7 separate regions of the Mus musculus genome follow, and all the other regions are linked to region 7. A link is a contact called in public Hi-C, promoter capture Hi-C and targeted proximity ligation data. All regions are on one chromosome and are shown on one strand. The core of a region is the stretch at or near the end of the contact, and the rest is flanking DNA. Distances in the headings are between cores, read along the strand shown. Region 1 overlaps Trpm6 (transient receptor potential cation channel, subfamily M, member 6). Region 2 holds the start of Carnmt1 (carnosine N-methyltransferase 1). Region 3 holds the start of Cep78 (centrosomal protein 78). Region 4 has its middle 63 kb from the start of Ostf1. Region 5 overlaps Carnmt1 (carnosine N-methyltransferase 1). Region 6 holds the start of Gnaq (guanine nucleotide binding protein, alpha q polypeptide). Region 7 holds the start of Rfk (riboflavin kinase).

Region 1 (3,438 bases), core at 474-2,973, 1.4 Mb before region 7:
TCTTCATGAGCACCGCCCACACCAGAAGGTCATTGTATGGGTAGATAAAGCCAGCAGCCTCGGGTTCCTCTGACAGGCTTTGTCTTTCCTTGGACTTCTTCTTTGATTTTTGAGAGTCCTCAGGCTTCTCCTATTGCAAAGGAAAACAAAGTCCTAAGGACTCAGATGCATGGTGTTCAGCTAAATGTAACACAGCTAAAAGTATCCTAGAGACACTTTTTAAAATAACTGCTACCTATGTTAGAACCCAGCACTGAACAAAAAAGAAAGCAAAAGGAACAAAGAGCCCAGATATCTACCATAGCGGAACAGTTAGTAAAAACTATCCAGTAAGCCTGACCCAGTGTGCCCACTGTCTAAGGGCATACAAAAGTAATCAGCTGGGGATGGAGCTCTGTAGCATGGTGACCAACTGATGTGCACAAAGCCCTGGGCTCAATTCCCAGAAATAAAACAACGAAACAAATAAACAAACCAAACTACATGTTTTATTGAACTACAATGCAGAACTTAGGAGGCCAGGAGGACAGAGTTCAAACCTAATCCTAACTCTGCCGTTAAACCTAGTCTCCAAAGCATGTAGAATGTCATAGGATAAACCAGCCAGCACGGTGTGCACTTCAATGGTAATCTATTTGGGTAAGTAAGAATTATATTTTAAAAGTTCTCTACTTCTCCATTAACAAGGTGATTTGTCATTGTTACTTTGAAGAGTGTCACTGGTGCTTCCAGTCACACATTCAAATGGATCCGTTGGCTTTATTTTATTCTGCAACGTTGTTCCCCCGGCAAGCTCACCCAACAGATCACCCAAATTCCCTGTGTGCCTTTGTACAGCTTCCTTTCTCTGAATCGGTGCCTTGTATAAGGTTTACCACCTTGAGAAATGCAGAACTATTTCTCAGTGACCATGTCATCCACCTCTACCCGCTCACCTTCTCAAGCAAACCAAACGCTCAGCATAAGGCTTCAAAAATAACAGAGGTTTTTAAACAATTCGTTGAAAATTTGAGGCATCCTATCAAAAACTATTAGAGTGCTTCTCCTATCTTTCAATAGATTAAAAAAATAATCTGCTCATTAATGGTAACTAAGGGCCATGCCAACAGCAGTGGAAAGGAAGCGTCTTCCAGCCAACAACTCATGATCTCCATGGAAATACTTAAGCAAAAGCACTCTGCCCCAGAAAAGAGTAGGCTAAAGACCCACAAACAACATCTTTGTTATACTGAAAATTACGATAAAACTAACTTCCAGAAAAACTTTGTTGAGGAAAGGAAGATACAAAAGGACCACCTCCCAAGAACAGAGAGCTACAAAGGGTGTGGAGCTTGAGTGGGGAGGTTAAGAGTGTCATGGCAGGCTAATGAGTACGTAACACCATGGCATACACATCCTGCCTCAGACACCAACTGCACAGGGCAGAGGTGAAAACCAGGAAGAGAACCTGAGAGGCAAGCACAGACTTTCGCTGGGTTGTCAGGGCCCTGTACTGCTGAAGACCAGCAGGATCAGCAGTGATCTTTGTGAATAACATCATGTGTTTATTTATGATGCTGGGGAATGATTCTTCATTGGTACTCCCCTGTCTCCAGTGTCAATAAAGAAGTGATCTCAGTCTGCAAAACCAACTTTGTTTTCAACTCTACCAACAAAGGAGTGTACCTTGGATTTGTAGGGCTGGGCCGTCCTGAAGAACTGGGAGTGCAGTGTGCTTTCAGAAGACTCCTTTCTATTTCTCAGTGAATGTCTCTGATGAAGAGAGTGCTGGGAGAGGCCCTGAGCAAAGCTGCTCACACTCTGGTATATATTGTCATTTTGTTTATTAAAGAAAACAAAAGAGAGATAAACAAAAAAGGTTATTGTAGTGATATCATTTTCTTTCCAGACTACAGTGAAAGATAAATGTATGTCTTCTCAAATACTCAACACATCTGTCTCTTGTCCAGGGTTAATAATTAATGTCTCTGGAGATTACTCACACAATAGCATCTCCCAGTCTCCTTCTGATAAACACTATTTCCCGACATCTGAGAAAGCATACTCTTTTGTTCCATATTACGCATCTGAATTCCTTTCCTATGTGGAAATTCCTTAAGAGTCAATAGATGTTCTAGCCTCGACTCTAGTTCAAAACAGGTAATAAAATTTTATAGTGCTGATAAGAAGAAGTTTCCATTCACAAGGTTAAAATGAAGTTAGAAAGTTCTGGAATTTTTCCAGGTGATATATGATATCGCCATTGCATGGCCATCAAATGAAGCATCAGCAAGGAGAAACAGAAATAAATCGGGACTGATTTAAGAGCCTGGGATACAAACCATAGGTTTTGAAAACCCCTTCACTTTGTGTTCTATGGATAAAAAGTGAACATAGAATAAAGTCAGTACTTCAGAGAAAACACCCAAGTTATTTCATCATTATTGTAATAGAGAATTAACCATATCAACATGCTAATAATCATAGTGAATATTGTTGCTAAGTCACTCAAAGCTTGCTCAAGGATTGGAGGGTTGTTGGTATTCTCACAATTTTATGAACAGGACATTAATATGCCTAGTTCTTAGACAGAAGAGTGGGAACACAGATTATGTTTCATATACCAAGTAAGGAGACAAATAGGAGCCTATGTCAGACCATGCTACTCCACACCATGTAGCTGTTAGCACTATGGTCTGCTTGCAGTATACTCTGACGCATTATTTTTTATCCTTAGGGGAAAGCAACTAGTGAAATGGGACATGTCATATTGATGGGCCACTTACGGAAAGAACAGGAATGGAGCCTCTTAGTAAGCAGGGAAATGGCTTCACCAAGGTCATATGGTGACATTGTCCCCACTGCTGTATAGCAGTGTCACTCTTTTTAAAGGCAGTGGCTGACACTGGGTGTCTTTTAGCCTCCAGAATCTTAGGAGAGGTTAATTCCTCCACAAGATGAGGGTTTCCATGTGTTTTTCATGGTTTGGGGGTTGCTCTGTTCACTTCCTAAACTTAAATGGGGTTATCACTTCCTCCAATTCTTTATAAAGGTCCAAAGTAGCTGGATATCCTTCATGGAACCTCCTCTCAAGCCACATTCCACTCTTATCCCTGTCCACCCACGACAAAGGTCTCAGCGTTGCTGCAGAACCCCACCCTGAGATCTGAACACGGCATTCTCTGTTAGCACTCTTCTCTCAACATCCGCGTCCAGTGATCTTTTTCTGGTGTCTATATCTCTAAAAAGAATGAGGCTCCCGTGGCTACGGGTCTATGATGGCAACTCTGCCTTTGCAATCATGGTACCCCAAAACTATGACAGAAAACATATTCTCATCTGTCAAAGCATTTCTTTTTTAAGCTCATTCCATTTTCATCTTCCAAGATAATCACTTCATCTTTAGCCCAATATTCAGTCTCCAGACTATAGGCCATTGTTAGTTTACATAAGTAAATC
Region 2 (3,771 bases), core at 160-2,659, 1.3 Mb before region 7:
AAAATACCCTCTACTTCTGAGTTCAATTAGGAAATTATTTCATCGAAGTCTTTGACTCAAGAACTGCCTGTGAGCCTAGAACTTGAGAGCTTGAGGCCTTGGGTTCCACACACCTGCCATACCTGACACTCTGTAACCATCAGATCCTAAATAACTGTTCAATTCAAAACAGTAACAAAGTAATAGAACCACCGCGCAAGACTGATTAGGGCTGTTGGGGGAGTGTCCTCTTTTGCCACTATGTTTTATTTTTAAAATAGAGCTTCAACAGCATTGCCAAACACAGTGCCATAAAAGTAAGGTTCGTCCTTGCCCTCGATGGGAGTCAGACCTGGGCAAAGAGTTACATATATAAACAACTGTAATACAAATAGCAACAGAGTACCACCTAGGTTGGTTTGATCCGCACACGAGGTCACGCTCATCTCTCTGGTTCTAACCACAGGTTCAGAACACAGTGGACTGTGTCGCTTACGGATATAAATGTACTAACTCTCCTTGCCCAAAACCCCGGGTGCACGAAGACGCGAACAGATCTGTACTTGGGCATTCTCATTGGGCTATCTGAACACCTATCCAGACCATATGTAGAAGTTAGGAAGCTGCGATACGAATGGAGAGCCTACAGAAGAGTCCCACAACCATGCCTAGCCCACGAGAGGAATTCCGTACTTACTCGCAGACCACAAGAACATAAAGCCGGCTCCGGTGCCCGCTCTCTTTTTTCCTTACCAAGATGCACATTTTGCAACTCCGGGATCTCTTCCTCCCTCCACCATCCGGTCAGAGCCACTCGGCAGCACCGTTCAGTTCTCTACAAAAAGTGCACACTCGCTCCGGCGGCTCCGGGTGAGGTGGGAGGCAGCCCCACGGGACCGCCCGCGCGCAGGTGACCGCGGGCTCCGCGAACCAGCCACGAGGCGGGCCCCGAGACTGCGGCGTGCGGGCGGGCGGGCGCGCCTTACCCGTAGTAGCGGAACGCGTTGATGACCTTCCAGAAGTGCTCGCGCTCCAGCCGCTCCTCGTCCTCGGCGGTGCCGCGCGCCGGGGGCCCCGCAGGCGCGGCCGAGCCCAAACGCCCGGCGGAGAACTGCACCTCCACGTCCTCGCTTCGCCCGCCGTCCTGGGCCGGTTGAGACGCGGGCGGAGCGCGCTGTCGTCGCTGCATCGCCGCCGCGGCCCACGGCGTGACCCGCCTGCGCTTCCCGGCTCCCGAGTGCGTGGTGGCGAACGGCCGGGCCTCCTCTAGACGGCGCCGGCCGCGGCCGAGGCCCCCGCTCGCGGCACGCCCCGCCCCCGCCGCCCTCAGGCCTCCATTCGCGCTGCGCTCCGCCAGGGTTTCGGGACCCGCGCACGCGCCGACGACCAGGCTAAGGCCGCGGCCGCCCGCGTTCATTCGCTGCCGGGCTTCCGCTACGACGCGCTGACGTCCGAATACGCTTAGAGGGCGGGGTCTAGGGCCAGCTGGAGGAGGAGCTCCTTTGCTGGGGGCGGTGCTAGAGCAGCAGGCACCAATGAGAGCCAGTGGGCGGGGCCACGAATCTGGCCCGCTGGAGTGGGACGGGCTCTGAGGCTGGAAAGGAAGGGCAAGAGAAAGAAAAAGTGGGTTTTCAGGAATTGATTTTGAATGTTTTAACTTTAGAAACTCAAAAAGGCAAGGTCTTAAGTTAGCCCTTGAAACTCGTTTTCTAAGTGGATTCCCTTTAAGCACCCATGAAGGCACAATTAAGAGTGCTTCAGGGAAAAGTCCAAGTTGCAGAATCAGAAGACATTCCATTAGCTGGGAGATGAACCAGAGTCAGTGTTTCCAATCAAACCTTCAGAAAACTGAGAAGCAAGCCCTGAAGGTTTGTGAGCTGGTCGCTCGTCTTGTAAATTCACTCCACAATGACATCAGTGACCTCCTTGCTCAGGATGTCATGGCTATGGGAATAGTTACTGGCAGCATAGCATCTTCCTCGCCTGTGATGAGCTACTCGAGATAGAAATGTAGCAGAGCCCCAGATCTTAGAAGGCCCTGAGACCTTAGCTCACCTGAATCTATGATGAAGTGCCGTTAAGGCTGTAAAACTCAGCACACAGACAGCACCACTGCCAAAGTAAAACAAAGGCTGAATCCATCAAAGTCCATAGCTCCGGGGAAGTCTGTAAATGTACTTGCTTTTTAGCTCTTGGACGTCTGCTTCTGGCTACCTGTTCTTGCTAACTTTAGTGTGTCAACCCAAAACATAATTTTTGTGTATAAAGGTCATCCTGCAAGAGGCTCACTGCTACACTGGGATCCCGAACATCCGGTGTCGTCAATGGCCGGCTAATCGAGCTTTCCATTGGCTTAAACCCATGTCTGAACAGTCCTCTCTGGTGGACACCTCACAACAGAAGAACTGACAGTAGGCGTTAGTGTGATCTTCATCCGTGACTGAGTTCCAATTCTACAAACACTGCTCTGAGCCCTTGCCTCTTGCCAGTGCCTGTCTCCCCAAATAAGGTGAATAGGGTCTTCTCAACAATGGCCCTGTCACTTGGTATCTTGTCATAAAACTGGATACCATGTCCCAGGAAGTAGAGCCCTCAGCAGGGATTGCCCATCTGGACTCCAGTCTTGTCAAAGTGGATACATACAGATGCTCTCATAAACCTGAGACTGGTAGCACTCTGTGCCAACAGAGGAATTAGAGGATGGTGTTTCAGTCTCTCTCTCTCTCCCCCCCCTCCCCCGCCCTCTGTGTGTGTGGCGGGGGGGGGGGGGGGGGGGGGGAAGGTGTAGAATCTCACTATGTACTCCTGGCTGGCCTAAAACTCAAGAGATCCCATCAGACAGTAATGGCTCACCTTTAATCCCAGCATTTTGGGAAGGCAGAGGCAGGCAGCTCTCTGTATGCTCAAGGCCAGCATAGTCTACAGAGCTAGTTCCAGGGCAGCCAAGACAACACAAAGAAATCCTGTCTTGAAAAACCAAACAAAAACAACAGACAAAAAAGTCAGAGATCCACCTGCTCCTGTCTCCTGAGTGCTGGGATTAAAGACTTGTACCACCCGGGCGTGGTGGCGCAGGTCTTTAATCCCAGCACTCGGGAGGCAGAGGCAGGTGGATTTCTGAGTTCGAGGCCATCGTGGTCTACAAAGTGAGTTCCAGGACAGACAGGGCTATACAGAGAAACCCTGTCTTGAAAAACCAAAAAAAAAAAAAAAAAAAAAAAAAAAAGACTTATACCACTCCCTCAGTGATTTAAGACTGACAAACTAACATAGTTCAAACATCTAATGAAGAAAGCAAAGGAGTACAAATGTAATCTCTTTATCCTGTTCCTAGTCACCTATACTTCATATCCAGACACAATCCACCCCACTTCATTTGTTCTTCCAGATTTTCTAATTCCCATTTTTCTTCACTAATGTTTGGAAATTATGTGTAAATCCTTATAGTTTTAGCCATTACTAGTTCTGCTTACACACACATACAATATCATACTATGACACAGGCCAGAATGGCCTAATTGACACAGTTCAGAATGTCATGGGTTACAACAATCACTTACCCAGTTTTTAACATCCTTGGGAATGTATCAAACATTTTGAAATTCTTTATGGAAAGAATTGCTACACTCTGTTAATAGTGCAGCCTTTAAGGATCTGTGTTGTCAAGGCGTTCAGGTGTAAGCATGTTTCAGTAAATCTCTAACCTAAATAAACCCGGGCAATGAAAACACGACTTAGTTAATATGAATATATGCTGTGTGCTTAGGACGGGCAGATCTCCTGCTACACTAC
Region 3 (3,609 bases), core at 259-2,758, 1.4 Mb after region 7:
GTAAAATAAAATAAAATAAAATAAAATAAATAAACAATGCTACAGAAATAAAAAGTACTAGTTATCAGTGTTAGCCACAATCTTCATCATCCATCCAAAAGAAACAAAAGCCAGAATAGAGCCTTCCATTTACGAGAACACTTCGCAGTTACCAATGACAGACTAAAAACAACAAACTTATGTTTTAAAAGAAGTGAATGAGGACACAAAAGACTTAACTGTGGACATTTAGCCTGTCATTCATAATGTCTCTTGAATATAGTATGCCTTATAAACAGAAAATCAAACTCATACCTCAGGAATTTATAAATGTGCTTTAAAGTATTTCAGAGAAATGGCTTAGCACTTAGGTGCACTTAACTGCCCTTCCAGAGGACTGGGTTCCATTCCCAGCACCTATGGTGGGTGGGTCACAAATGTCTCAAATGCCTATAACTTCAGGTCCAAGGCATCTGACGCCCCTTTCTGATATCCCTAAGCACTGTGTACACGTGTCACTCACACACACACACACACACACTGAATAAAAATATAAGCAAATCTTTTACAAATGTAACTGAAATGGTGGCTAGAGACAGCTCTTCTTTCAGAGGCTCTGAGTCTGGTTCCCAGCACCTACACTGACTGGCTCACTACCACCTGTAACACCAGTTCCAGAGGATCTGATGCCTTCTTCTGGTCACTCTGGACACTTGCACACAGATAGCATACAGGCACGTACCCATAAATAAATCCTTAAAAAGAATAAAACAGACTGATGTATTTATTACCCAGAGTTCACTTTGTTTCTGCTCAAAGTAATTCATTTTAATGCATAACTAAATAACATGACATAGGGAATAAAATAGCTCAACTTAACCACTGCTGAGTGAATCCCAAGTTCACTTTCCATAGCTATTATGCTCAATGTTACTAACTCTGTTAAAATCATTAATAATAAAACCGTAATGAAATTATGGTCTCTCTGTGATACAGGAGTCGTCTTCGAGTTTATTTAGAGTACTAACATTGAAAACTAGTAAGAGTTCGAGGCCAACCTAGTCTACAAAGTGAGTTCCAGGACAGCCAGGACTGTTATACAGAGAAACGTTGTCTCAAACAACACATAGAGAGATAGAGAGGGAGAGAAATATCCACCATCAATGGAGGATACTAAGCTAAACTCTAGCTTTGCCTAACCCAAAGAAGAGAGGAAGGAAGCCACCTGGTTTGCATACGTGTTGGGAAATTCTTCTTGTGACTTCTCTCGGTGAGGAAGCATAAACAGTTGAGCGCTTCTAACAGTCTTCTCGAGGCTAAACCCGCTTCTCAGTTCTCAGGTCAAGCCCGGTTCTCAGGTCGTCACTCCATTGCACCTCACTTTTGGTACCCAGAGGCGCGCTCACTGCAGAGCATCTACTCGCCTCCAGCTGATGGCGCGTTGGACGTAGCGAGCCCGGGTGGGCGTGGCCCGCGCTCTGACGCACAGCGAGCGCGCCGACGCATGCGCACGTCGCCCGCGGGAGCTCGCCGGTGACTAGAACGGCGGCGGCGGCTCCCAGAGCGGGCGCTAACCGCCCGAGGCGTGGCGGGAGGCGGCGCGGGGCGGCTGGTGGAGGTCCCCGGGGTTGCCGGTCATGATCGACTCGGTGAAGCTCCGGCGCGACTGCGCGGCCGACTTCTTCTCGCACTACGAGTACCTGTGCGCGCTGCAGGACTCCGTGCCGCTGCCCGCCGTGCGCGCCTGCCTGCGGGACGGCGTGCTGGACTTCAATGCCGACCGGCTGCGCGCGGTGGACTGGGCACCGCTGCTCAGCACGCTCAGGGTGAACCGCGACCTGCCGCTGGTGGCCATCAAGAGCTCCTTCCAGCCGTGGCTCGGGGAAACAGTTCTGCGGTCCGGAGGTGCGAGGGTTTGGTCGGAGAAGTGGGAGCCCGGTGCAGGATCAGCCTGCGAAGCGGCCTCCACCTAGCCACAAAGGAGTTTTTGCCGCCGCCTCCCTTGCAGGTTGCCGCCTCGGTCCGTTGTCTGGAGTAGTCAAGCTAGGGAGTAGAACTCGACACTGCCCCTTATTACAGCGAGGATGACCAACTCTGCACCCCGAGGGGAATATGCGTGATAATTTAGCAAATGGTCCCTGCCCTCTCTTCTTTTAGGGGTTTAAATGTACAATCTCCCTTCATTCGTAATTGCAAGTTTAATACAGAAAAGGAGAAGGTTAAAGATGGAAAGAAAAAAATGTATAACAAAAAAATAATCAGGGACGTCTTTTTTGATTTTTAGAAAAATATTTGAGGGTTTTGCCTTCGCGTGTGTATGTGCACTATGTGTGTGCAGTGCCTGCGGAGTACAGAAAAGGGGGTAAGAGGTCGGAGTCCATATGTGAACCACCATATGGATGCTGGGAACCGAACTCGCATCCTTTGCAAGAGCAGCAAGTATGTCCAACCATTGAGCCATCTCTCCAGCCCAAGGGACTATTATTATTTGTTTCTTTTATTTATTTATTTATTTATTTATTTATTTATTTATTTATTTATTTATTTATTTATTTGAGAGACAGGGTTTCTCTGTGTAGCCCTGGCTATCTTGGAACTCACTCTGTAGACCAGGCTGGCCTTGAACTCAGAGTCTGGCCTGCCTCTGCCTCTCGAGTGCTGGGATTGAAGGCGTGCGCCACCACTGCCCGACTGGAACTATTATTTTTGACGAACCCGTTGTAAAACAGTTGACTCTGGTTATTTGCAGATAACGTATTTACAAGTTCCTTTCATTTGAATTTTTGTAACTCCCAGCCAAGTCTTTGTGGTGCTTCTATGGTCATTCATGAACACCCGCCCAGAAGCCAAAAAAAAAAAATTACCATCCAATATATATGTTCCTTACTGATTTGCATATTTGTGTGTTTGTGTATCTTAGTATTGGCGTATGTGCACACTCAGAAACAAGAAAGGGGTGTTGGGTGTCCTTTGATGGCTCTTCACCCATTTTTTAAATTTATTTTTTATTTTATTTTATTTATTTATTTTTTGAGAGAGACAGGGTCTGTTTTCTTAGTTTGGCTGGAAGCCAATAAGCCCCAACTGCTCTCTTGACTCCGCCCCTTCCATGCTGGAGTTAGAAGTCCTGCTCCTGACGCCTGGTTTATGTGGGTTCTGGGATCACGGAACTCCAGTGCAGCAAATGCCCTTAACTACTGGGCCATCCTTCCAGCTGATTTTTCACACTCCGTTTTATTTTTAGATTTGCAAATAGTTGTTTGTGTGTTTATATGTATGTGGCATGTGTGTGCACACACGTGTACGTGGCATGTGTACACATACACACGTTGTGTGCATAGAGTCTAGAGGTTGGCCCTGAATGTCTTTCAGCTTTCCCATTTGTTTACTCAGGCAGGTTCTTCTCCCCTTCCTGCCCCGCCCCCCCCCCCAGGGGACTCACTGATTCCTTTGTCTGGCTAGCTAGTTTGCCCTAGGGATCATCTTTTGTTCCTTCACAGATTACATATAGGCTTTTACTTTGCTGGCCATCCAAGTTTGGGTCCTCAACATTTTTTCCTGCAAGTACCTTTATCAGTCTGGTCATCTCAGTTCCTAATTTCCTTCTCTATCTCTTTCTCTTTCCTCCTT
Region 4 (3,823 bases), core at 1,262-3,761, 1.2 Mb before region 7:
GCAGGCTCATGCTGGAGCACCCTCACTAACCCCCCCCCCCCCATGTCCTCCCCCTGCCCCATGTATCAACCATATGATAGGTCTAGTATAAAAATGAGTTTATTTGGCACGTGGCAAGGGGGTCTGGGGAAGGGAGTAGAGGCAGAGAAAGAAAGATGCAGAGAAGGATAGAAATAAAGAGAAGAGAGAAAGCTGTTGGGAAAGAGAGAGAGAGAGCAAGCTTTTATATGTGAGCCAGGTTGGTATCTAGTTGTTGCTAGGTAACTGTTGGGCTGAGCCTAGAGGAAATGTTAACAGTGCAGTCAGTTTTTTTTTTTTTTTTGTCAGAATTTATTTTGTTTTTGTTTTTTTGTTTTGTTTTGTTTTGTTTGTTTGTCTCTTTGAAACGAGATTTCTCAGTGTCGCCTTGGCTGTCCTAGAACTTGCTCTGAAGACCAGGCTGACCTTGAACTCAAGATCCACTTGCCTCTGCCTCCTGAGTGCTGGGATTAAAGGCATGTGCCACTACTTTCCAGCCATCATTTCAATTCTTGATACAGTCCTTGCTGTGAAACTTTCTGAGCACAGGATTAATATCTGCATCCCTTCCTGTTAGTATTCTAATCTTTCAATTGCCCACTAAAGCCACCCATTAAGCTCTTCTTAATATCACTAGTGAGTCTCTAGCCCGCAACTCAAAATTGTCCCACATTCTTCTACAAACCATTTCTAAAGCCCCGAAAATCACAGGGTATGATATATCACAGCAACAACACTGTTTCTTTCAGGCTACCATTTTTTTTATTTATTAATTTTAGTTTTGCTCTTCCTCCCAATTCCTCCCATAACCACCTTCTTCCACCTCTCCCCAACTTTGTGTCCTCTTGTCAAAACAACTATAATCCAATTTGTGCTGCACATATAAACTCCTGGGTGTGGGACAATCCATTTTAATATGGGTGACCTAGTAGGGGCCACACCCTGAAAGAAAACCAACTTTTCTCCAGAAGCCAAGGACTGTGGGTAGATTGTCAGGTGAGGAGTAGAGACCTGTGAACTCTTTCTGCTATGCTAGAATAGTGACTTAGTTGATCTTGGGCAAGCAACTAGAGCTGACCTGAGTTCATGAGTACAGTTGTTCTGTTGTGTCTAGAGAACAGTTAAACTATGGTCCTTTCCAATCTCTACCTCTTATTTTCTTTGATTCTCTGATGCCAATTTAAGACACAAAACTGCCTGGTGTTCTTCTGTCTTCTTTCTGGTAAGAGCCAGTGGTCGCAATAGTTCAGAGAATGGTGGCTAGTGTAGTAAACACTTCAGAAGTGGGGCTGGATTTTAGACAGGCCCAAATTACCATTTCACTTGGGAAAAGTAGAGATTAATTCTTACTCTCTTGAGTCTCTGATGACTTTCGGGACATGCTTCACTGGTAGACAGCAATGATGTGGGCCTCTGGGAACTAGGGCTATGTTATATGAAGTCAGCCAGCTTCTGCTCAGGTCTCTTGGAACCTAGTAGGCAGGGAACCAGAGTAGCCCCCTGGGGAGGACACCAGCCTGTAGCTGAAAGCTGTTGGTCATCTCCCTCTGACAGCTAGGACAAGCATGTCCTAAGTCCAGAAGGGAGCCATCTTGGATTCAGATCCTTCAACCCTTGAGAAATCACCTTAGCTGATACTTGAAGTGGTGTGAATACTCAGGCAATCTTTTACTGTAATCTTGATCTGCAAAACCGTGAGTGAAATAAAATTGCCATATTTAAGCCACCAACTCTTATGGTTATTTGATATCTGTTATGTGTGTCACATAACTACATTTCCCATGCTACTTAATTCTCACAATAACCCTAGGAGTGATGTGCTATTATGTCATTTTGATGGTAATGAACTTGACCCAAAGGTGTTAATTTGCCCAAATGACTAGCTAGCCAGGGTGATGGGAACTGAGTCAAGCTTTGATTGTAGCTCACATCAAACTTTTGAGCTAAGCTGCAAATCAATTGTACTATTTGAGTTTCAGTTTACACAAAAATACAAACTTGCCAAAGGTCATGAGTCTTTCAGAAGTCAGATTGCCTGTTTTTAATCTTCAGATCACAGAGTTTTATAAACCACTGAGACATTTTGGAGATACCCAGCGTGTAAGCTGTCCCCCCTTTCCCTGTATTAATGGAATGGTTACTGGTCTCTGATAGCCACTCAGATCACTTGAGTAACGCACAGAGACGTTTTAAGAGGTAAGAAATGAAACAGAAGCCACAAGTTGCACAACTGCCCCCAGAAGCCATCCTGGCTGTCAAGACTGCCTAAGCCCAAAGGATCTGCATTTGCAGCATAAGCTTTTAGCACCAGCTTATTTACCTTTAGTTCAAGACAAATGCTCAAATGCTTTCTAGTAATTGCAAAGGACTCTTACCACTTAGAGATACGATTCTCGACTGTCCGGCTTTCCTCCTTCTCATACAATTCTGATGTCTCTACATAGACCTTGCCCCTTTCCTTTTGCCCGAAATCCACACTTTGGCAAACCTCCATGCCCCTTAGCACCCTCCCCTAGTGACCTTAGTTGAGACATGTCATCGTTCTCATGAGTGTGAGTCCCATGCTCCAGGAAGCCAATACACCAGCCCCGTTTTTTGGTCACAGCTGCCTTCTATTTGGTGGGTGGAATTTAATGGTGGGAAAAAGCAAGGCATAACAATGAGACATTACACTGAAGGTTTGCCTAGTTTTCTGGGGCATGATTTTTCATAGCTCAGAGGCTGTGAAAATGAGGCCACATTGTTTGCTCTTCAGACTGGCAGTGGCTGCGGTCCCAGTATGCTAGCACATGTCTCTTCTCTGTGAATGTGTACTCCAGTTATTCTTCTGCATGACCACCTGTGGGGCAATGGGCTATGCACAGAGAGCCTGGTCTCCAGTTGAGCATAGGTCTTGAACCCCCGGTGGGATTGGTGGGTGGTAATTTCCACCTACATGGGACAGAAGGCATTCAATCAAGTCTCCTGGACCCCTGGCTCCTGTCAAAGTTACTGTCCCCACAGCCCCCACAGGAGAGGCGCGTGGTTATCTGTCACGTAGACAATGTCCCAAGCTTGTGGCATTCTGGCTAGACTCCTCCCCACAGTTACCTAACAACAGGAAGATAGCCCAGCCTACTATAAGAGAGACTGCTTGGCCCCACCTCTCTCTCTCTTTAAGCTTTCACCTTTCTTATTCTCTAGCTCTCTTTCTCTTTCCCTTCTCCCCTCTCTCCATGTGGCCATGCCCGGTCTCTCTCTCTCTTTCTACCTTCTCTCTTTTCCCCTGCCTTTCTACAAAAAAGCTCTAAAACCATAGACTAGCTCTGATCATGAAGGCCCACCATGCTTGAACAATGGGATAGGCTTTCTCCTAACGAGCTGCGTATAAGTGCCCGCCAGAAGGCCTTCCTACGCTGCAGCCATGGACTGGACTAAGGACTCTCGCCTGAGTGGGAACCATCCAGCGCCCCCCCTCTCCCCCTGCCCTCTCCTGTCTTCCTCCCTGGGTGGAGTGCCACCCCTGCGTCCACCGCCGAGAGCACCAGAACTCTGATGGGACACGGGTTCTTACCCACTTCCCTCTTTCTCTTACCCACGGCCCCTTAACCACCTTTCTCTTTCTTTTGAGGAAAGCAGTAAACTGTACTTGGCCTCACCACAATGGCTTCTACTTAAATTAATCATTTTTTTCAAGGTTCTGTTTCCAAATATGTATTGATAGTTGGGATTTTAAAATATGACTGGGTTACAGGGAAGGCACGGTTCTGCCCTTACCAAGGTTTGTGGATAACTGAGACTTTTTCAGATGAGTATACTGACTTGA
Region 5 (3,785 bases), core at 873-3,372, 1.3 Mb before region 7:
CTAACATAATTAGTGTCCTCCTAAAAACACCTAGTAGAATGTTTGTCTTCTTGCTCCCTCCTTCCAGTCCCACAGCCTTACCAAAAAGTCAGGTAAATACGCAGCATCAAGAAAGCAGCTGTGCTAACTCATTTTGCATCAGTTTTCCAGAAGTTATAGTCACCAGAGCTACTAGGAAGCTTCATCTGAGAAAATGCCCCCATAAGATCCAGCTATACGCAGCCTGGTATGGTAGCAGTCCTCAACCTATGGGTCTCAATCATCAGAAAACAGGTTTATTTCCAATGGTCTTAGGTACCAAGATACTGCTCAACTGTAAAATTGCAGTTATGAAGTAGCAGCGAAAATAATTTTATGGTTGGGGGTCACCACAACAGGAGGAACTGAATTAAAGGAACCAATGCTGAAGGGCATTTTCTTAATTAGTGATCGTTGGGGGAGGGCCAGTGCATTGTGGGTAGGACACCCCAAGGCTGGTGGTCCTATTCTATAAGAAAGCTGGCTGAGCAACTCAGAAAGGACAAGCATTAAGCAGCACTCCTTAGCTTCTATGTCAGCTCCTGTCTCCAGGTTCCTGTCCTGTTTGAGTTTCTGTCCTGACTTCTTCTAATGATGAAGAGCAATGTGGAAATGTAAAACCAAATAAACCCTTTCTTCCCCTATTTGCTTTGGGCATGGTGTTTCATCATAGCAATAGTGACCTTTACAAGGACAATAACTATGTACAACCTGTGGCTACAAAAGAAGAGCGCCTTCTCCAAGGTCAACTCAGCTAACACATTATCCCTGGAACCTTATCTCTAGATCTAGGACAAAATAAACTTATGAAAAAAAAAGATTTATTATTTTATGTAAATACACTGTAGCTGTCTTTAGACACACCAGAAGGCATCAGATGTCATTATGGATGGTTGTAAGCCACCATGTGGTTGCTGGGATTTGAACTCAGGACCTTCAGAAGAGCTGTCAGTGCTCTTAACCACTGAGCCATCTCTCCACCCTCCAGAATAAACTTTTTTATCAGATCTATTAGGCAATGTTTTAGTAGTTTGGCCTAATTAACAACAACACAAAGATGGTTTCCTAGTGTTAGTTGAGGTAGTCTGAGCAGATCACAGAATAGAAAGGTCTCAGAGAGGCAGCAGAATCATGATGAGACTCTGTTGTTGTTGTTGTTTTAAATCTATGTAAGAGAAAACTGTCTTGGCACACAAAGCAGTATTTAGTTCAGACATACTGATGGAGAATTTAAAGCAGTAGGGGAAACCATGCAACTGGACAGAAGGAACGGAGTAAAGAACCCAGCACATGGTACAGAAAATAGAGCAGTGGTGACATCCAGAATACAGCAATGTTTAAGGAAAACTAGATTCTTCTATTATTTTTAAAGATTTTTTTTCTAAGTAGGTGTACATGTGTGAGTATTTGAGCATGTGTGCTGGCATCTGTGGAGGCTAGAGGTACCTGGACCGGGGGTTACAGGTGGTTGAGTCACCTGATGTGGGTGCTGGGAAATGAACTCTAGTCCTCTAAGAACAGCTGAACTCCTGAGCCATTTTTCCAGCTCTGATTATGACTTTTAGTATTTTTAACTTATATATACAAAATATTCTATTTGTCAAGTATTAACTAATGTGAGTTTTTCCATTATTCTAATTCCTCAAATTATTTTGAAACCCTGTGGCTATATGACTAGAAGATCTGTCATCTTGTAAGCTACCTGCTCCATGACTTGTGTTGGTTATGACATATTAGACATAGCACAACTACTTTTAGCTAGCAGCTCTCCTGCTTATAAGGGGGCCAGCACTGTTTCAGGCATTTGTTATACATGTTAAGTGTTCAGTTTTTATACGAGTTAAACCAAATACCTTAGAAAGACAGCAAATCTTATCATAACTCAAGTAGGATCCAAATCTTCAGTTATGTAAACATATAATAGGGTCATATTAAGGCTAAACACAATGTCATAGCCTGACAGTTTCAGGCTGTGAGTCTGCCTCTTGCCTTAAGTAAGCTACAGGATCATTCTGCTAGTTATTTAAGCCAAGACTCATTTCCTTCTACTATTTAAATAGTGCCTTCCCATTAGAGCTGCTCTGAGAGGCTGAGGATGTAGCTCAGTGATAAGAGCACTTGTCTAGGTGCACCAGGTCCTACTCTGAACTCTAGAACCACAAAACGGAACACAAGATAAGGTTGCAATGAATTTAAAGTATTTATAAAGGTACTTAAGTCACAGTAAACAAATAGATTCTCAGAAGTATCCTTCAATCATTCCTTGGTCTAAGTTTCCCAAGGCATTTACTTTTAAAGCTCTAAGATTTAAGGTATTTGGATCTAATGATGACTGTATTTTACAGTTGTTCTCATCTATTCCTACAGAACTCTAAAGACAACATGGGAAGACTTACTATTTCAAATCCTGGTCCTGATGACAAAAGGTTGTAGTAAAAATAAAATCATTACACAGTACAGTTGACAGAACCTCAACAATAAAGCAGGTATTTTATGTATCTGTCCTTTTCTGTGGTAGAACACTGTGGGGTTTGAGTATGCCTAGCCCAGGGAGTGGCACTATTTGACGGTGTGACCTAGTTGGAGTAGATGTGGTCTTGTGTGGAGTAGGTGTACCACTCTGGGCTTGGCTTTAAAACCCATATCCTAGCTGCCTGGAAGCAAGTCTTCTCCTAGCAGCGTTCAGATGAAGATGTAGAATTCTCAGCACCTCCTGCACCATGCCTGCCTGAATGGTGCCATGCTCCCACCTTGACGATAATGGACTGACCCTGTAAGCCAGCCACAAGTAAATGTTGTCCTTATAAGCGTTGCCTTGGTCATGGTGTCTGTTCACAGCAGCAAAACCCTAACTAAAACAAAACACTCATCATGAAAGTCTTATATTCTAACTTGGTTAACTTTCTGAACATAGGGCATACATCACATTTAAGGAAGATATTCACACTTTTATGTATATTTATGTTATGTGCATATTAAACACACATTTTACCATACTTCTTTTACCTTTAAGAGGAAAAAACAGGCAATTTCTTTTAGATTGATGAAGATACAAGTCACAATCATAATTTGATTTCTAGTATCAAGTAGTAGGCTCAAAGTACAAGTTATTTTGCATACATGAAATTATATTTCTATTGCTTCTTAAACTCATGGTAGTTAGAAAATCTTTCTCGGCTGGGCAGTGGTGCCACACGCCTTTAATCCCAGCACTTAGGAGGCAGAGGCAGGTGGATTTCTGAGTTCAAGGCCAGCCTGGTCTACAGAGTGAGTTCCAGGACAGCCAGGGCTACACAGAGAAACCCTATTTCATCCCCCCCACAAAAAAACAAAAACAAAAACAAAAAAAATTATATCTCATCTACTGGAGAAGAAAATTCTATGATCGAGGTAAAATCCTCTCCTTCCTCCAAGGATTAAAAAGAATAAAAACATTCTCTTCTCTGTTTTTGTGTTTTACATTTTGTGAACTTTTTAAAAGTTGAAAACAGATTCTTCTCTTATACAATACATCCCAAAAACAGTTTCCCCTTTCTCCATTCCTCCTATCTTCACCCCCTCACCTTCCTTCTCCCCACATTTCCTCTTCAAAAAAGATCAGGTCTCCAAGAGATGACAGCCAGACAGGATAAACATGATACACTAAGACACGGCAAAGCTCTCAGCATCAAGGCTGGACAAGGCCACCCAAGAAGAGGAAAAGATTCTCAAGAGCAGGCAAAAGAATCAGAGCTACACCTCCCTCCACTGTTAGGAGTCTCCCCAGG
Region 6 (3,347 bases), core at 746-3,245, 1.3 Mb after region 7:
GAACCATGTGTGATTATGATATTTTGCTCCTGACGATAAGCAAGCCAGGCCCCAAGGTAATGGGTTCTTGGAGCCAGCACATGGAATGCTCCAGATAGCAAAAAAAAGAAAAATGAAAAGAAAAAAACGGGGGGGGGGGGGGTGTCTTCTCAAATCCCAACAATGCAACATTCTTTTCTTACAGAAATGTTTGTGAAGCGGTAACAAATAAACACAAGTGCAGACATTTTTCAGGCCTGTTCCTGCAAAGCAGTTCTTGCTTCCTACCACAATAGCAATAGTTATGTCATGCTAGCTTGTACATGGACCCTGATCGCTTGATTCCGAACACTCTCTCGGAGATAATAATCAATATAGCTCCTATTTGAAAATAGCATTTTCTTGCTAATTTCATGTTAAGGGAGAATGTTGGGTTGTTGTTTTGTTTTGTTTTGTTTTTTTAAACGCGATCAGAGGGAAATTTTCTCTCACTCTTCCCGTTTTTTCTTGGAGCCCAGATGGCAAGATACTAAAATGTCCGTTTTAAACAAAAGGTTTCTGTTTGTTTCCAGGAGAGTAACTGAGAGGCTGCGCTGGTTTCCAGTAGAAACTGCTGTGAATTCAGGCATACATCTGGGTCGCCTCATTAAACAAAAGACACCCGTCTGCTGTCAACAACCACACAGTACAACACTCCCGGATCCTTCATCTTTATCCGGAAGGAATGGTTCATAGAGACGCCTGTCACCATCCACTGGCCATGCAACTCTCTGGGGTCACTCCTGTCAGTGGCCTGGTGGCTACAGTATAGCACATTTGGGCTAGTCTTCCCGCCCCGCCCCTGCCCAGTACGTTAACCCGGGTTTATTGGAGCGCCAGCCAAGGCTTCCTCAGCACCTTTCCTAGCAGAATCCAGACCGGGGTCTGCTCCCCGTTTCCACCCTTCCCTCTCCACCCCACAACGCGCCACAATGGACGCTGGCCGACCACCGCACTGCACGCCATTGCCCACCCGCGCCGCTCGCGCGGACGCTCAGCCGTCCCGCAGACGCTGTGCACCGAGCACGGCCCTAGCTGACACCAAAGGCGCACGCCGCGGATCCGCGCCCGGGAGCCCCGGCCCTCGGCCCCTGGGTGCGCGCGCGCGGGTGCGGGTGCGGGTGCCGGCCGGGGACGCGCGTGGGGAGGGCAGCGGCGAGCCGGGGCGGGGGGTACCGGGGCCCAAGGGCCGCACTCACCCAGCAGCAGCAGCTTGAGCTCCCGGCGGGCGTCGCGCTTGTCCCTGCGCAGCTGCCGCTCGATCTCGTCGTTGATCCTCCGGGCTTCCTTGGCCTCCTCGCTCAGGCAGCACGCCATGATGGACTCCAGAGTCATTCTTCCGAAGTGCCTCGCTGCAGCCCCGCCGGCGCCCTGCTCACACGCGCGCACACACGCCCTCCGCCCTCGCTCCCCCGAGGCAGCGGCGGCCGCGGAGCCCCGCCGCCCGGGCGCGCGTCAGGGACGAGCTCAGGGGAGCCGCGGTAAAGGAGGCGGCCGGGCCCGCAGCCCAGGCGGGCCGGGAACGAGCGGGGCCGGGAGCCTGGGACGCGCGAGGAAAGGCCGCCGCGCCCCGCCGCGCTCACACGCCGCCTTCTCGGAGAGCGCGCGGCCCTCCAGGCGCCGCCGCCGACGCTGCCCAAGGCTGTGCGCCCAGCGGCCCGAGCTCATCCACCGAGGCGGCCCCGCAGCGAGCGACCGCCGACGGCTCAGCGCGCCCGGCGCGCCCGCTCCTCGCCGCCGCCGCCGCCGCCGCCTGACTCGGCTCCGGGCGCCCTCGGCCTGCCCGCGCCCACTCGGCTCGCTCGCAAACCGGGCAGCCGGCCGCCGCGCGCTCCCCGCCTCCGCCCCCGCCTCCGCCGGACGCCCACCCGGCCCGATTGCCAGGCGCGCCGCGGCTGCTCAGTGCTCGCCCTCCCCCTCGCCACACACACACATTTTCTCCTTTCTCTGAACTGGAGCACAGATCCGGGAGGGGGCGGCGGCGGCGGGAGGAGGAGGAGGAGGACGGGCGCAGGGGGCGGGCACAGCGCAAGGGGCGGGACCGCGGCCCCTCCTGGACAGCTCGCGCTCTCCTCGCCCCGCCCCCGACTGCCCGCCCCGCTCGCCGGCCGCCTCCCTCTGTGCGAGCTCCGGCGCGGCGGTCACGGCCGTTGGAGCGGGTCCGGCAGGCGGACACCGACCTTCGGCTGCCGCTGGGCTGCCGGGGCGTGGTCGGCGAGAATATGGCGGCCTCGGCCTGCCCTCTGGCCGCTGGCGCTGCGGGAGCCCTGCCGGGAGCCCACGCGCTGCGCTCCGGGCCTCTCTGCAGCCGGGCTGCCCTTTCCTATTTCTAAAACGCCATTGGGAAGAAGCTGCCTCGAGTGGCCTCTGACCCAAGATCCATCTTAGAAGATGGGATGCTCTTTACTAGGGAAGAGAAAGGATTGTCACTGGCTCTCTGGGGGTTACTGAGGGATCTGTGGACGGAACTGTCCTCCTTATCTCCAGATAGGAATCTGAATCCTAAAGAGAAAAAAAGAAGCTGCCCAAGTTTCCAAGAGCCTCCTGATCCGTTCCAACTTTTCGGGTCACTGAGGTGGTTTCTGTTTTCCTACCAGCACACTACGTTAAACAGTCTGGTAATGTAGGATTGACCCTTCTACACCGTGACAGTTAAGGATGACTTCTGGGAGAACGCCAAGTAGTACAGAATGAAATGAAAGAGACAGATATGGTGGCTCACACCCATAAACTCCACACTCCACAGGCTGAGGCAGGAGAATTGCTTCCTGAGCAGTATGAGACCTTGTAGCAAAGAAAAGGGGGAGGGAGAGAGAATAAAATAGGAGAAAGTGAAGAAACTAGTATCATTGGAGCAAAATTCTATTTGGTTTTTATACTTCTAATTTGAGGTGGTTTACTAATAAATAGAAAATATCTTGTTCATTCAAGGTTGTATTGGGGAAAAAAAAAGGTTCATTCAATTCAGTGTGTCTCAAACATCAAGAGGAGAATCGTACTATTTTTCCTGACTTTATAGATAGAAGTGGGCGCCTCCACATTTCATGCTTTTCATAAACTGCTCCTGTTGATCTGGGCTGCAATGTAAGATCATACCCATTGCTGCAACTTAAGAATGAAACAAGTCTTGGACTTCAAGGTCTCTCCTCTGGTTTGCCTTATTCTCCACCACCACCACCACCACCCCACCCCATCCCCCACCCCCACCCCCACCCCCACCCCCACCCCCCCACCCCCGTGATACACTGCATGCATACATTCAGCCTCTATGCCAGGACTCAGATGGAGTTGTGGACGTAAAGTCTGTATGTAATACTCTGCTTTTAAAA
Region 7 (3,465 bases), core at 863-3,362:
GTGAGACCAATAAAAATGACTGAATAAAACAGGTAATTTTGAAAGATGAGGGAAAAGGCCCACTTATAGGACACACTGAAAACAAAGAGCGACACAATGGCAATCCTTCCTTCTAGCAACTACTCTCTTGTGAGACAGGATCTCACAACACAATCCAGGCTCTATTCCTCTCCCTCCTACATTGGATGACAGGCGTGTTCAACGGTGTGGCTTTAAACCAAAATGGAGGGCTGAAGTGATAGCTCAGCAGCTAACAGCACACTAGGACCCAAGAGCTTGCTTCCCAGCACTGAAGCTGGACAGCCTGGGCTAACGCCAGCTCTTAGTGGATCCAACCTTCCTGGCCGCCATGGGCACCTGAGCTCATGTGCACACCCACAATTAAAAATTAAATATTTAATTTAAATGGCTCACGGCTATCAATCAAAACACAGAGAGATTAGCAGAAAACTATTACAAAACCTAATCCAACTATATGCTCCTTATGAGGAGACTCTTTATTCACAGAAACAGAATAAAAACATGGAGAAAACTATCCCATTGAAATAAAAGTAAATAAATGCTGGGGGCGGGGCAGGGATGAAGTGGAAGGAAGGAATGTCAGTTAGCATACAGCCCAGGCTACTTTTCTTCCTGTTATTTGTTTGTCTGTTTGAATTACGATCTCTCTAGTAGTCCTGGCTGTCCTGGAACTATATATACCAGTCTGGCCTTGAATATCAGAGATCCACCTGCCTCTATAACTGTGAAACCCTTAAGCTGAGGGGTTCTGTGTGCATTTAAAAGAGCAAGATGTGACTCTTACCATGGACTTTTTCACATTCTTATAGTACGGGTTCCATCCAATGCTCACCACCATTTTATGGACATCGCCGCTCCCAACGCTGGCCCAACCATAATAAATGCCAGTAGACACATCAGCTGGAAGATTGTCCACCACTTGTTCAGGAAAATTGGCTAAATAGAAGTAAACAGATATTCATTGCTACAAGATTCACATTAAACATTGATTAAAAACATATTAAAACGTTAACTTGAATCATTACACTCCCAGGATCTTTCTGTTTTCCAACCTTCCACATTCCGACTTGAATTTCTTCTCTTCAGACAGCACAGGTTACAAGTGAGGCACAAAGCAAGTGTATAAATCTCTTCCCTCCACCCCAAAAAGCCACACGAAAATGCCCAAGTGGAAACAAAGACACGAAATAAACACAGAGGTTTATCGTAAATTACCCATGTAGTCCTCCACTTGGGAGGCTACGAGAGATCCCCTGAGAGATCCCCAGAGCTCAGGGAGTAGGAGGAAGCCTTTGGAAACAGAGCGAGACCCTATCTGTTTGAATTAAAACAAGCAAAAGTCCCTGCTTTTTCCTAGTAACGCCCCTAAGTAGGCTGAGTCACTTTAAAAGATTCTTATTTTCAAAAAACACAACCCCAAATCCCCAATTCAAAGATTGACTTAATAGGTCAAGGCACAGCCCAAGGCATCAATTTTAAGAATGGACAATCAAGTCTTGATTACTAAAACTTACGTAGTCAGACCAAATAAACGTCGGCTCTCATAGAACTACCCGTGTTGTCATTGATCACTACACAGTAGCATCATTAGAATGGAACTTTCAACAGCTTGAGAGTTCGGCCAATCCAACCTGCGGTGCCTTCCCGGACGGGGCTGCGCAGCTCGTCGCTAGCGGCAGGAGCGCGGCTGCCGGGTCCCCTGCCCACGGCCTAGAGCTCCACGGCCCCGCGACGCGCTCACCTGTGGGGATGCCCAGTTGCTTGGAGCCGCGGCCGAAGCCACGCACCACCTGGCCGCGGCAGAAGAACGGCAGGCTCCTCATGACGCTGACCTCGGAGGACGCGGGCTGCTCCTCGCTCCGTGCCTGCGACGGAGCCGCCGTGAGTGCGGCGCCGGGGCCCGGACCAGCCGGGGGATCCCGCGGGAGCTGGGCCGGCGGAGCGAGACACCTGCCGCGACCAGTGCCTGCCCGCAGGATAGCACCCAGCCGTCAGATCCCAGCGGCCGCTCGGCCGGAACTACGACAACCGCGGCGAATGCACAGGTCTGCGGCCCAGGCGACCGGCCTGCTCGGCTTCCGTTGCTCTCCCGCCGTAGCCCCGCCCCCGCCGTTGCGGACCCGCCCAGAAGCCGCGCCCCGCTCGCCGACATCGTAGTGCGGACCGTCCTCACCTCCTGCGGCTGAGGCCCCGCCCTCGCCTCTGTGGCCCCGCCCTCACCCATAGCCCAGCCTCTAATTGTCGCCTTTTCAGCTTCTGAGTTTGGGCTTTGCTGAAATAAGCGTTGCTCACAAGATAACTTAAGTTGTTCTTTTCCTCCACAATTTTGAATAAAATTCTGCCCAATCTTTGCAATCACTTTCTTTTCCCTTACTCGTATGTAACTCTGAGAATGTTCAGCTGATCTTAAAAAATGTTTTCTCTATGTTGGGAACATTCTTGATAACGTTTCATTTCCTTGACTCTAGTATACTAACACAAAACAGGTATTTGTAACTGACTGTGAACAATCAGTTGAGAGAACTCACTGCCTTCAGACCAGCATAAAACAAATATGTGTTGAAAGAACAAAGCACACTACCAAGGTGCTAGGGAATTAACGGGAAGGAAACTGTAACCCCGGGCCCCATAGGACACTCGCCCAGTAAACACTCTAACAGAAGTCTTTAGAAAAGTTTAAATGACTGTGGCTGCAAGCTCACGCTAGCCCTAGATAAACTAGAATTTGAATGCAGACCCTGCTTCCTTGAGCAGCCAATATATGAGAACTACTTAAATGGGAGGATCTGTGCGAGGGGATACTGGGAGAAGGGAGCGCTGCTATTGGGACGTAAGGTGAATAAATACTTTTTTTTAAACAGAAAAAGAAAACTACTTAACAGGTTGCCTGGCAATATTAAAAGTGTGAGCCAGGCATGGTGGTGCATACTTATAATGCCAGGAGTCAGATGCAGAGACCACGGGCTACAGAGACCTAAGAAACTAAGAATGTAATCACTTACCTGCTTAGGGGGGGGCGGTTTCTTTTTTCTTTGTTTGTTGAAGGTGGTGGTAATTGGATACCGGCTCTATTCCAGACTGGCCTGGAGCTCACAACTCTGTCTCAGCCCTTCTGTGTACTGAGATTATAGGCATGCACTAACACAACTGGGTAAGAATGTTTTTAGTGCTGTCTTCCAGGTGTCTTTCATTCCAAATAGTTGATATGTTAGAATGGTAGTTTTCAGTTTCTTCATCACCAGTGACAAAGCACACAGGGAGGTGAGAACCAGATACATCATGCTGGGTTTTATACCACCAAGTCCACGCTCTAAGGGAGTGAGAGAACTGAGATAAAATGAGGAATAAAGATAGATGGTTTTGTATTTCTTTTGGTTTGGTTTTTCAAGACAGGGGTTCCCCGTACAGCGCTGGCTGTCCTGGAACTCACCCTATTGACCAGAC

What was found. Promoter capture Hi-C pulls out the DNA fragments that hold promoters and counts their contacts. Hi-C and Micro-C count contacts between places; a contact is called where the count stands out from the background. Capture Hi-C pulls out chosen DNA fragments and counts their contacts.
Region 1: a targeted proximity ligation map of pancreatic cancer cells shows a contact between it and region 7. A contact is called at or near these places in 7 of 39 promoter capture datasets (the 3T3-L1 cell line, frontonasal cranial neural crest, hippocampal neurons and 4 more) and 4 of 130 datasets of targeted methods (astrocytes, pancreatic cancer cells, stem cell-derived neural progenitor cells and 1 more).
Region 2: a Hi-C map of B cells shows a contact between it and region 7, with 11 read pairs. A contact is called at or near these places in 8 of 39 promoter capture datasets (the 3T3-L1 cell line, 3T3-L1-derived adipocytes, cranial neural crest and 5 more), 5 of 484 Hi-C or Micro-C datasets (B cells, CD8 T cells, LSK cells and 2 more), 9 of 130 datasets of targeted methods (embryonic stem cells, forebrain, large pre-B cells and 2 more) and 3 of 9 other capture datasets (adipose tissue, liver and pancreatic islet).
Region 3: a promoter capture Hi-C map of liver shows a contact between it and region 7, with 4 times the contacts expected there. A contact is called at or near these places in 3 of 39 promoter capture datasets (the 3T3-L1 cell line, liver and pre-B cells), 1 of 484 Hi-C or Micro-C datasets (CD4 T cells), 2 of 130 datasets of targeted methods (astrocytes and pancreatic cancer cells) and 2 of 9 other capture datasets (adipose tissue and liver).
Region 4: a contact with region 7 is called in a promoter capture Hi-C map of liver, with 8 times the contacts expected there. A contact is called at or near these places in 20 of 39 promoter capture datasets (the 3T3-L1 cell line, 3T3-L1-derived adipocytes, the C10 cell line and 13 more), 20 of 484 Hi-C or Micro-C datasets (adipose-derived mesenchymal stem cells, bone marrow-derived macrophages, cerebellar granule neurons and 11 more), 11 of 130 datasets of targeted methods (acute myeloid leukemia, cardiomyocytes, craniofacial prominence and 7 more) and 1 of 9 other capture datasets (adipose tissue).
Region 5: a contact with region 7 is called in a targeted proximity ligation map of embryonic forebrain, with 7 times the contacts expected there. A contact is called at or near these places in 6 of 39 promoter capture datasets (the 3T3-L1 cell line, 3T3-L1-derived adipocytes, the C10 cell line and 3 more), 1 of 484 Hi-C or Micro-C datasets (embryonic stem cells), 6 of 130 datasets of targeted methods (embryonic forebrain, large pre-B cells, pro-B cells and 2 more) and 2 of 9 other capture datasets (adipose tissue and liver).
Region 6: a contact with region 7 is called in a promoter capture Hi-C map of liver, with 4 times the contacts expected there. A contact is called at or near these places in 2 of 39 promoter capture datasets (liver and pre-B cells), 1 of 484 Hi-C or Micro-C datasets (B cells), 1 of 130 datasets of targeted methods (stem cell-derived neural progenitor cells) and 2 of 9 other capture datasets (adipose tissue and liver).

What each region holds. Positions count from the first base shown.
Region 1 is chr19:18,810,041-18,813,478 of GRCm38.p6, reverse strand. Trpm6 (transient receptor potential cation channel, subfamily M, member 6) reads right to left here. Exons shown (of 39, transcript NM_153417.2): 15 at 1,666-1,800; 16 at 1-130. Among named protein-coding and RNA genes, the nearest start is that of Gm41814, 62 kb to the right of the region's middle.
Region 2 is chr19:18,668,397-18,672,167 of GRCm38.p6, reverse strand. Carnmt1 (carnosine N-methyltransferase 1) reads right to left here and starts at 1,409. Exons shown (of 8, transcript NM_026120.5): 1 at 966-1,409. The coding sequence starts at 1,168.
Region 3 is chr19:15,982,888-15,986,496 of GRCm38.p6, reverse strand. Cep78 (centrosomal protein 78) reads left to right here and starts at 1,508. Exons shown (of 15, transcript NM_198019.2): 1 at 1,508-1,884. The coding sequence starts at 1,617. C130060C02Rik (RIKEN cDNA C130060C02 gene) reads right to left here and starts at 1,422. Exons shown (of 3, transcript NR_045355.1): 1 at 1,205-1,422.
Region 4 is chr19:18,567,384-18,571,206 of GRCm38.p6, reverse strand. No RefSeq gene overlaps it. Among named protein-coding and RNA genes, the nearest start is that of Ostf1, 63 kb to the left of the region's middle.
Region 5 is chr19:18,694,113-18,697,897 of GRCm38.p6, reverse strand. The region is part of intron 6 of Carnmt1 (carnosine N-methyltransferase 1); the gene reads right to left. Among named protein-coding and RNA genes, the nearest start is that of D030056L22Rik, 17 kb to the left of the region's middle.
Region 6 is chr19:16,131,332-16,134,678 of GRCm38.p6, reverse strand. It overlaps Gnaq (guanine nucleotide binding protein, alpha q polypeptide), which reads right to left and starts at 1,995. Exons shown (of 7, transcript NM_008139.6): 1 at 1,218-1,995. The coding sequence starts at 1,353.
Region 7 is chr19:17,392,690-17,396,154 of GRCm38.p6, reverse strand. Rfk (riboflavin kinase) reads right to left here and starts at 2,112. Exons shown (of 4, transcript NM_019437.3): 1 at 1,763-2,112; 2 at 806-957. The coding sequence starts at 1,844.